Linked DNA regions of Triticum aestivum: region 1 is linked to region 2. A link is a contact called in public Hi-C data. All regions are on one chromosome and are shown on one strand. Each heading gives the region's core, a stretch centred on a gene start, on an enhancer-like site or on the middle of the called end of the contact. The rest is flanking DNA. Distances are from core to core; before and after follow the strand shown. Region 1 overlaps LOC123086001 (E3 ubiquitin-protein ligase RNF25). Region 2 holds the start of LOC123086001 (E3 ubiquitin-protein ligase RNF25).

Region 1 (5,576 bases), core at 2,118-4,617, 37 kb after region 2:
GCTGATCAGTTGCAGCACATGGCGGATGAGGTCGCAGCATCACTATTGTCTGTTTCTGGTAACGCCGCCCTCTGGTTGCAAGAACCCCACCGCAGCCCCTGACGGTTGCAGCTTCTACAGTTGGGTCGGGGTTGCAACTTTGCCGCCGGCCTGTTCCAGCACGTGGTCACCATGGTCACGGCATCCCCATGTCATCGTCTTTGGTGCTGGTGTTGCCGGTTGCAGCACAAGTGGCCGTCATCTCCAGCAGCAGCGGGTGCTGGTTGCAGCCGCATCGAGCGCCGGTTGAAGCTCGCCGCCATGCCGGATGCAGCTATGTGGAACACCGATTGTCACTCGTCGCCTTGCCGGATGCAGCTCGTCAGGCGTTGGTTTGTAGCTCGCCGTCATGCCGCACGACCCTTGCAGCACCCTCAGCACCGTCCCCGCCTCCCGAACGTCTCCGTCGCACGGCGAGGTTCCCTGTCTTGCTGTAGTGGCCGTTACCGGGGAGCGGGGATTGGAGCAGACTTAAATGATTAAATTCCCTGTGACATTGTGGGGCGTGGCTCGCCGGAGGAGCTGGGATTTCTGTGCGTCGCTCGTTGGTGGAGCTGACCAGAGAGATACCAGAGATATGTGCGAGTGAGGGAAAAAAGACATGTGGCAAAGGGGGAGGTGGTGCTTCGTGTGTGGGCCCATGGGGCCCATGACACGACGTGGCGAGTGTGGGAGCAACTGGCGCGAGACGTGGCCGGTCTGCGATTGTAAACATTTTCCAATGAACAATAGTCATTGTCAATCTCTGTCCACGAAAGGAGGTGAGTTCGGTTATTGGATAATTTGGGTCCGGAAAATCTTTGGTTTGCAGTGATGCTTCGCCATGTTCCAAATTTCACGCCATTCTATCAGTAAGGTTATTATCTTAAATAAAACAAATGTAGTTTCGACTTCCAGTGATTGCTGTACATTCCTGATCCCTATTTCTTGCTGACCACGTTACATGACATCTTTTCAGAGTATCAATTATTGGCAACTAATTTTGTACATACATGCTGATACCATTTTGTCCGTTGGTTACATGTCACTACTGGTTAATCTTCTCTATTGCTACTTGTTATTGATTCTTCAGAAGGATTGAGATTGTCCAACTCAGACAAGCTATATAATGCAAATCATCACAAAGGATTTTGTCCAGTTTGCCGCAAAGTGTTTGATGAAAAGGACATTGAGCATGTTCGTGATCTGTTGGATGCAAACACTTCTCAGCTGATGGTATGTGGTGGATATGATTCAAATACAAGTGAACCATCTAAACATTTCCAGGCATTATCAGTTTCTTATTTAGAGATAAAATCCCTTGCACTCCATCATATTTGCATCGTTGCTTTGGAATAATTAGTAAATTTATCATTTATCATAGGGATATAATTTCCTTGGAATAATTAGTAAATTTATCATTTATCATAGGGATATAATTTCCTTTAGTGACCTGTTAGTTCTTACAGTTGCATGATTCTCAGTGTAGTTTATTTATTTCTAGTATTTCATCCTTTAGAGATATGCTACACCTAAGTGGTATCCATCATAAATATATTTTTATCCGTTCACATGTAGGCATGTTTAACAGTTGACCTTGGAGTAGATGATAAAGAGTTGCTCCATTCCGAGGCAGAGAAGAAGAGGAGAGAAAAATTTGGGTCATTGTTTAATCTGCAACAAGAACGGAATGGTTTAATTGAACCAAAGAAAGACCTTGCCATACAGCCCGGAATGTATGTTTCTCTTGCTGCTAGTGAGCCAACCACAAGTGCAGGAGACAGCACCAATTCTTGGGAAGCAACCGCAAGCTCAACTTCAGAAACAGTTCTTCCCGGCATGGCAAACATCAGCGGCGGCGGCAAGAAGGAAAACAATTCAGGTCCTCCAAGGAGAAACCGAGCTTATGCTCCCAGAAGACAGCCCCATGTCCAACCTGTTGGAAAACAGTGGCAGAGAAGCCAACCCGCTAGGCAACAGTGGCAGAAGAAAGATGCAGAAACTTGACAATAGCATTTTTGCAGCTCTATTTTATCGAACATGTATATTGATGGAGAGTAGGGTGGTGAAACAAAAGGGTGACAACTCATTAGAAAGCAGAGTGAGTTCATGCCACTGAGTCGAAGCCACATTTTGATGCAGAGGCAGAACATGTCCCTCTCGCGACCCGGTAGCCAACCAGGCCCCTGCTGCCACCGCAAATGAGTTCATGCGACTTGTTCTGGCCCAAATTTCGGCCGGCTGCCGCGCAGCCGTTTGATTGGCACTCTCCAAACTGTCCGATGCAACCCCTCCTTTCGTCTTCCTCCTTTCTTTCTTCCCCGCACATGTGCATGAGAAAAAAAAATAGAGGATCCCTGCGCTAGCCAGCCGCCTTGCGCTTGTCCTTGGCCGCCCCATGCTCGCCGGTGCCCCGAGCTGTCCGTGCTTGCCCTCGGCTGCCTTGCTCGCTGCCGACATGAGTTGTTGATGCCATTGGTAGCGAAGAAAACAAAGACGTTCCAGCAAAAATCAAGGATCCAGCAAAAAGATTGCGTAGTTCTAGCCGTAGTTCTAGCAAAACATGGATATGCTTGTCGCAAAAATATACGTGGTTCTAGCATCGGTGGACGTTGGTTCTAGCTTTGCAATAAACTAGTTGCAGCTCCGTTGATGAAACAGTTGCTGGAACCAGCAAAAAACACAGTAGCAGAAAAAGAAGTCAATGCAGCAAACCAGCACAAACCCAGTAGCAGAATAAGAAGTCAATGCAACGAAAAACCTAGCAGGTTCCAACAACAAATAATGGTGGTTCCAGCAAAAAAAACACGTCGACCGTGAGAGGCGCGTCTGGTTCGAGCACCGGCGGACGCTGGTTCCAGCTTTGCAATACATCGGTTGCAGCTCTTCCAGCAAAGATGACAGCAATCCGCCCCGTCGGTGGTGGCAGGACACGGCACCGGTGCTCCCCCATGGTTCCAGCACCACACTCTAACGGTTGCAACTCCACCAGGTGCGGGTTGTAGTACCACAATCCTTGCCGTGTGTTCCCTCTTCCCCATATGCATCACCATTGCATCTCTCATGGCGGCCACCTTGTGCACCGTGAGTCGCAATGCTTGCGCGTATGGGGTTGTTAGCAGGGGGGTCTACACGAGCTGCGGGTGGCCATCATTGGTGACGAGAGAGATGAGTAGTGGGCGGCTAGGAGTGATGCGGCGGAGTGGCGCGAGGCATCTGTGTGGCTCGTCGGTTGGATTGCAAGAGGGATTGAGGGAAAATGAGTCCACGAGCAGATAAGGTAGAGGAGATAAGGATGGGTGGAAGGGAGAGTAAGCGCGTAGGCCCTGGTACACACGTGGCTGCGTTGGGATGTTTTCTTGAGCGAGCGAGTCGAGGTGATCGGCCTAATCTTCAGCCGGTCTGCTGAAGGAAATATGCCTAAGAGGCAATAATAAAGTTGTTATTTTATATTATATTTTCTTATTGATCGGAAACTTAAATACATGTGTGAATACATAAACAAATACCATGTTCCTAGTAAGTCTCTATTAGACTAGCTCGTTGATCAAAGATGGTTAAGGTTTCCTAACCATAGACATATGTTGTCATTTGATAACGGGATCACATCATTAGGAGAATGATGTAATGGACAAGACCCATCCGTTAGCTTAGCATAGTGATCATTCAGTTTATTGCTATTGCTATCTTCATGTCAAATACATATTCCTTCGACTATGAGATTATGTAACTCCCAGATACCGGAGGAATAGCTTGTGTGCTATCAAACGTCACAACGTAACAGGGTGATCATAAAGATGTTCTACAGGTATCTTCGAAGGTGTTTTTTGAGTTGGCATAGATTAAGATTAGGATTTGTCACTCCGAGTATCGGAGAGGTATCTCTGGGCCATCTCGGTAATACACATCATAATCTTGCAAGCAAATGACTAAGGAGTTAGTCACAAGGTGATGTATTACAGAACGAGTAAATAGTCTTGCTGGTAACGAGATTGAACTAGGTATGAAGATACCGACGATCGAATCTCGGGCAAATAACATACCGATGGACAAAGGAAATTACATATGTTGTCATAACGGTTTGACTGATAAAGATTTTCGTACAATATGTAGGAGCCAATATGAGCATCCAGGTTCCGCTATTGGTTATTGATCGGAGAAGTGTCTCGGTCATGTCTACATACTTCTCGAACCCGTAGGGTCCACACACTTAACATTTGTTAATGATATAGTGTTATATGAGTTATATGTTTTGGTGAGCGAATGTTGTTCGAAGTCCTGGATGTGATCACAGACATGATGTGGAGTCTCGAAATGGTCGAGAGGTAAAGATTGATATATAGGACGATGGTATTTGGACACCAGAAGTGTTTTGAGACCTACCCGAAAGGAATCGGGTCATCAGAAGGGGTTCCGGGCACCCCCTGGCAAGTTATGGGCCTTATGGGCCAAAGGAGGGGACAGACCAGCCCACAAGGGGGCTGGTGCGCCCCCTCCCTTGTTTGGCCAGCCCTAGGGAAGGAAAAAGGGGATGGCCAACCCCTCCAGCCTTTCCCTCTCATGGGAGAAAGGAAGGGGGGGGGGGGCGCCACCCTCCCTGCCTTTCCCCGCACTCCAAATAAGGAAAGGGGGCGCGGCTTGGGAGGGACCCCAAGTAGGATTGCTCCTACTTGGGCGCCTCCTTTGGCTGCTTCTCCCTCCCTCCCACCTATATATATGTGGGAGGGGGCGCCTAGCACGCAACAGACAATTGCCTAGCCGTGTGCGGCGCTCCTCCACCGTTTACACGCCTCGTCATATTTTCGTAGTATTTAGGCGAATCCCTGCAGAGATTAGTTCACCATCACCGTCACCACGTCGTCGTGCTGCCGGAACTCATCTACTACCTCGTTGTCTTGCTGGATCAAGAAGACGGAGGACGCCACCGAGCTGAACGTGTGCAGAACGTAGAGGTGCCGTACGTTCGATAGTTGATCGGTTGGAGCGCGAAGAAGTTCGACTACATCAATCGCGTTGTTAAACATTTCTGCTTACGGTCTATGAGGGTACGTAGACATACTCCCCCCTCGTTGTTATGCATTTCCATGGATAGATCATTGCGTGTGCGTAGATTTTTTTTGTTTTCCATGCAATGTTGAAGAAGGTTAAAACAACAAACTTGATGACACACCGTTGTGGTTTTTGCGTAGGTAAGAACGGTTCTTACTTGAAGCCCGTAGCAGCCACGTAAAACTTGCAAAAACAAAGTAGAGGACGTCCAACTTGTTTTTGCAGGGCATGTTGTGATGTGATATGGTCAAGATATGATGTGATATATGTTGATGTATGAGATGATCATGTTTTGTAATATCGACAACCGGCAGGAGCCTTATAGTTGTCTCTTTATTGTATGAAGTGCAAGCGCCATGTAATTGCTTTACTTTATCACCATGCGTTAGCGATAGTTGTAGAAGCAATAGTTGGCGTGACGACCTCGACGCAATAACGCCACGATGGAGATCAAGGTGTCAGCCGGTGATGATGGAAATCATGACGTTGCTTTGGAGATGGAGATCAAA
Region 2 (5,688 bases), core at 2,520-5,019:
ACATTTTGAACATCATGGACCATATGAGATGTTCCAAGAGTTGAAGTTAATATTTCAAGCAAATGCCCGAGTTGAGAGATATGAAGTCTCCAACAAGTTCTATAGCTGCAAGATGGAGGAGAATAGTTCTGTCAGTGAACACATACTCAAAATGTTTGGGTATCATAATCACTTGACTCAGCTGGGAGTTAATCTCCCAGATGATAGTGTTATTGACAGAGTTCTTCAATCACTGCCACCAAGATACAAAGGCTTTATGATGAACTATAATATGCAAGGGATGGATAAGACAATTCCCGAACTCTTCGCTATGCTCAAAGCTACGGAGGTAGAAATCAAGAAGGAGCATCAAGTGTTGATGGTTAACAAGACCACTAGTTTCAAGAAAAAGGGCAAGGGAAAGAAGGGGAACTTCAAGAAGAATGGCAAGCAAGTTGCCACTCCCGGGAAAAAGCCCAAGTCTGAACCCAAGCCTGAAACTGAGTGCTTCTACTGCAAAGGGACTGGTCACTAGAAGCGGAACTGCCCCAAGTATCTGGCGGATAAGAAGGATGGCAAAGTGAACAAAGGTATATTTTATATACATGTTATTGATTTGTACCTTACTAATGCTCGTAGTCGCACTTGGGTATTTGATACTAGTTCGGTTGCTCATATTTGTAACTCGAAACAGGGGCTACAGATTAAACGAAGATTGGCTAAGGACGAGGTGACGATGCGCGTCGGGAATGGTTCCAAGGTCGATGTGATCGCCGTTGGCATGCTACCTCTACATCTACCTTCGACAAAACCTTCTGGTTGTATCACATACAACCTTACCTCACAGAAACTGTTAAGAAAACTTTGTTTTGACATCCATCTGCTAGATTTCGTAATTGAAAACGCAGCAACTGCTAACATTATTCCAACAGACTTTAACATCCCTATGAGTGAGAAAGTCTCATCATAATCAACTCCTTGAACTTGTCGGAAACTTATTTGTGACAAGTCGAGCTTCATAAATGGTGACATTACCATCAACGTCTGTCTTTTTCTCAAAGATCCATTTACTCTCAATGCCTTGCCGATCATCGGGCAAGTCCACCAAATTCCATACTTTATTCTCATACATGGATCCTATCTCGATTTCATGGCTCCTATCCATTTGTTGGAATCCGGGCCCACCATTGCTTCTCCATAGCTCGTAGGTTCACGTTGTCCAACAACATGACCTCTAAGACAGGGTTACCGTACCACTTAGAAGTTGTACGTACCCTTGTCGACCTACGAGGTTCGACAGCAACTTAATCCGAAGTTTCATGATCATCATCATTAGCTTCCTCTTCAACTGACATAGGTGCCATAGAAACATCTTTCTGTGCTATGCTACTCTCTGGTTGAAGTAAAGGTTCAACAACCTCATCAAGTTATATCTTCCTCCCACTCAATTCTTTTGAGAGAAACTATTTCTCGAGAAAGGACCCGTTCTTAGCAACAAACACTTTGCCCTCAGATCTAAGATAGAAGGTATACCCAACTGTCTCTTTTGGGTACCATATGAAGACGCATTTGTCCGCTTTGGGTTCGAGCTTTCCCGGCTAAAGCCTTTTGACATAAGCCTCGCAGCCCCAAACCTTAAGAAATGACAACTTAGGTTTCTTGCCAAACCACAGTTCATACCGTGTCGTCTCCACGGACTTAGATGGTGCCCTTTTTAAAGTGAATGCAATTGTCTCTAATGCATAACCCCAATACAATAGTGGTAGATCGGCAAAAGACATCATAAAATGCACCATATCCAATAAGGTACGATTACGACGTTCAGACACACCATTACGCTGTGGTGTTTTAGGTGATGTCAACTGTGAAACAATTCCATATTGTCTTAAATGATTGCCAAACTCATAACTCAGATATTCTCCCCTTCAATTGGATCGTAGGAATTTAATCTTCTTGTTACGATCATTCTCAACTTCACTCTGAAATTGCTTGAACTTTTTAAATGTTTCAGACTTATGCTTTATTAAGTAAATATACCCATATCTACTCAAATCATCGGTGAAGATGAGGAAATAATGATATCCACTGCACGCGTCAACACTCATCGGACCACACACATCAACATGTACGATTTCCAACAAGTCACTTGCCCGTTCCATTGTACCGGAAAATATTGTTTTAGTCATCTTGTCTATAAGGCATGGTTCACATGTGTCAAGTGATTCAAAATCAAGTAACTCCAAAAGTCCATCAGCATGGAGTTTCTTCATGCGTTTTACACCAATATGACCTAAGCGGCAGTGCCACAAGAAAATTATACTATCATTATTAACTTTGCATCTTTTGACATCAATATTATGAACATGTGTATCACTACGACCGAGATTCAATAAACCATTCACATTGAGTGCATGACCATAGAAGGTATTATTCATGTAAACAGAATAACCATTATTCTTTGACTTAAATGAACAACTGTATTGCAATAAACACGAATCTAATCATGTTCATGCTCAACGCAGATACCAAATAACATTTATCTAGGTTCAACACTAATCTCAAAGATAGAGGGAGCGCGCGATGGTGATCACGTCAACCTTGAAAACACTTCCAACACACATCGTCACCTCGCCCTTAGCTAGTCTCCATTTATTCCGCAGCTTTTGTTTCGATTAACCAATATTAGCAACTGAATCGATATCTAATACCCAGGTGCTACTAGGAGTACTAGTAAGGTACACATCAATAACATGTATATCAAATATAATTTTGTTGAAGTTGCCAGCTTTCTTATCTACCAAGCATTTGAAGTAGCTCCGCTACCAGTGACCGTTTCACTAAGCAAAGGATTGCCATCACCCTGCACATAATTACCCAGAGCAAACTAACATGAACCCTACACAAGCTCACTACGGGAACCACCCCTAGATCTAGGGTTCCAACCATGATGTCAACCTCTGATTCCCAGCAAACAGGGAGCCAATGCCTACTGGCACATCATGAATTGCACGAAAATCAAACAAGAGGAACGAAGAATGATGAACGCAAACACCGACCACTGTATTTAGATTTCAAAAATCAAGTCATCTCTCCAAAACAGAGCATGAATCCCTACTAATGGGCGAACCATCCCCCGCGGCCACAACTCAAACGCAATCTGACCTAGCTACGCGCCGATGATTCCCCGCCGACGGGAAACAACAGAGCTTGCCACTACGCCTAAGATTCGTCATGGATTCGTCGCACAGAAGCATAGAGGAGGGGGCGAAATGCAGGGATTCGATTGTGATACCTGTGCGCGGTTCAGTCTCCAGCGACGATGGAACGGTTGCGTGCGCTACGACGACGACAACAGGCCACCGCGAGACTTCCACTGTCGTCTCGCCGCAGATTCAACCAGGAATCGCCTCTGCATCGCCGCGGAACCGCCACTCGTCGCGGCTCTGTCTCAACAAGAATGAGGAAGGGAAAATGAGAAGAAGAAATGAGAAAGAGGAGAAGACAACACAGAGAAAAACGGCTACATGCCGTGAAAGCGGGGAGGTGGTTATCGTACGTGCGTCTGGGCGGGCGGCAGTTCCACCGCATGACGAATCTGACAACCGCGCGCTGCGGGTCATGCCGGAGGCCGTTCGGGCAACGCTCTACCACCCGCACACCACACTATGCCTACCTGGCACGGAAGAATCTGGTTGATTGCTGTAAGATTCGCGTAATGTAGCGCGGGTGGACGAAATGCAAACTACTGTATTACACAGCGTTATCATTCGGGTTAAAAAAAGAAGAGCGCACCCACATGTGGCCCCGAGTCCAGAGAACCAGATCACAGATCGCTCTGGCGGCTGGGCCCCTCGTCGCTCGCCGTCCACCTGCTAGATCGTCGTGGGCAGGCGACCTGTGGTCCGCCTGTAGGCGAGAGTGAGGGCGTGGACAACCCCTGGAGGCAATGGCGGCGGAGGTCGAGGAGGAGGTGCGGCTGGAGGTGGAGGCGGTGGCGGCGGTGTACGGAGAAGACTGCCGCGTGTACTGCGACTTCCCTCCCCACCTTGTCGTCCACGTTCGCCCCAACACTGCCGACGACTCCTCGCAGCAGGTTCGCCTTCTCCACATCCCCTCCACATCTAGACCGGCTTCACGGTATCCGATCCCTCCGATTGGTTAGTTATTTGCGATTAACTACATGGCCCGTGCGGTTGATCGATTGTGAAGCAGCTAAGTCTGGAAGTAGTCAGCTGTGGTTAGTGGTGGTCGCGTTGCTGCTTCCGAACCCTAGCACATAGTAGTTTTTTTTTCTTTGGCGATGATAGCATACAGTGTTAGTCCTCTCGTTATTAGTTAAGTTATAAGCTACTAGTTCTCTAAGGATGTTTAGTGCTTATCGCGTTAGTTCTGATCAACTGCTAGGTTCTTAGTTACCGAGTCAGGATGCCTATGACCAGTTGTTATTATGTATGCCATAATCGTTCTAATGCTTCTGTAGAGAAAATGCAGTTCACATAAAAAAATATCCCCTTACAGAGTTATACTTAGTGCAGTGTGCGCAAAAAGCTTAATCGGTTTATTGTTAATAACCTTTTCATGTACTCCTTGATAATTCTTTTTTAAGATGGTAGTATTGTAAGTAGAAATTTAACTGTTTCATCAATGATATTTGCTCTTAATCAATCCAGTAATAATTAGTTTGAGCCAACAACCCATGCTACCACTGTAGTGGTAAGTTCATGTTGATACAGACATTAGGTAGTATTGCATATGATACCGAACGAATACATAACTGCCAGCTGCACCTACATTACTTCCACCTTGGTGCTGGTAAAGTGGTGGTGGCAGGGACGGGGTGTTTTTGGGAGGCCATAGTGGATGCGATCCACAAAGGGATAAATATAGGTTTTTCTAATGGGAAAAATGAAGGGTAAGTATGGGAAATACGGAATAAGGGGAGGTTGTGAGGAGGAAGGGGAGGCAATGGGGTGGCTAGTGAATGCAAAGTGGAAGCGACGTGAAAAGTTGTGGTCCTCGTATGTCAAGTCACAAAGAAGCCCACATTTGTCCTCATATGTATAAATATTTTGGCTCACTTCAATGATATGATAGCCAGTAATTGTCAGCATGTCCATGATTGGGGTTGAACAAATTAGGTTAAAAGCTGTTCTGTCTTCCTACCATGAGCTTTCAAGTGTTAATAATTGTAAGTTGTGGCATTAGTTTGGTTGCACTGTATACTTGATCTTGTTTATATATGAATCCTGTGTTCGCGGCATCCAATTGCAAAATTGTACTGTTGACCAATATCACCTTATCTATTTATTCGTATATTAATATCCGCTTTCTCCTTTTCAGTTCGTGGAACTCTTTCTTGGAATTAAAGCATCCTCCCAGGTATGAACCTGTTATGGGTTACCACCTTTCTAGATTTTGATATATCTCCCATCTAACTTCTTTGTTAATTTGAACTAAAACCACGACACTTATTTTGGAATGGAGGGAGTACCTCTCTATTTTGGGAACAGATCTTCAACTGATTGACTTGCATTGTTTTTCTTTATGTCGTGAATTCGAATAGGTTATATTTCCTTTGTTTCTCTTAGAACCTCGTTTCGTTATTTGCCTTGCTGTATATCCTAAATGTGTGCATCATTACTTGTCAGTCCATTCATTTTTTTTGCTTAGGAATAGCTGTACAATTATTTGGAGTTAAGTTGGCCAGCC

The links. A called contact is a pair of places that touch in the nucleus more often than the background predicts.
Region 1: a contact with region 2 is called in a Hi-C map of leaf, with 2.0 times the contacts expected there. The contact joins the enhancer-like site here to the promoter of LOC123086001 in region 2. A contact is called at or near these places in 2 of 5 Hi-C or Micro-C datasets (both in leaf).

What each region holds. Positions count from the first base shown.
Region 1 is chr4A:300,059,059-300,064,634 of IWGSC CS RefSeq v2.1, forward strand. LOC123086001 (E3 ubiquitin-protein ligase RNF25) reads left to right here. Exons shown (of 7, transcript XM_044507700.1): 6 at 1,112-1,254; 7 at 1,597-2,228. The coding sequence ends at 2,025. Among protein-coding and RNA genes, the nearest start is that of LOC123086001, 37 kb to the left of the region's middle. Within about 2 kb of position 3,368, at least 1 of the 8 cell types and tissues checked has an H3K27ac peak or open chromatin away from gene starts, as enhancers often do. A contact at or near this core is called in leaf, where this site is marked.
Region 2 is chr4A:300,021,508-300,027,195 of IWGSC CS RefSeq v2.1, forward strand. It overlaps LOC123086001 (E3 ubiquitin-protein ligase RNF25), which reads left to right and starts at 3,770. Exons shown (of 7, transcript XM_044507700.1): 1 at 3,770-4,072; 2 at 5,320-5,358. The coding sequence starts at 3,926.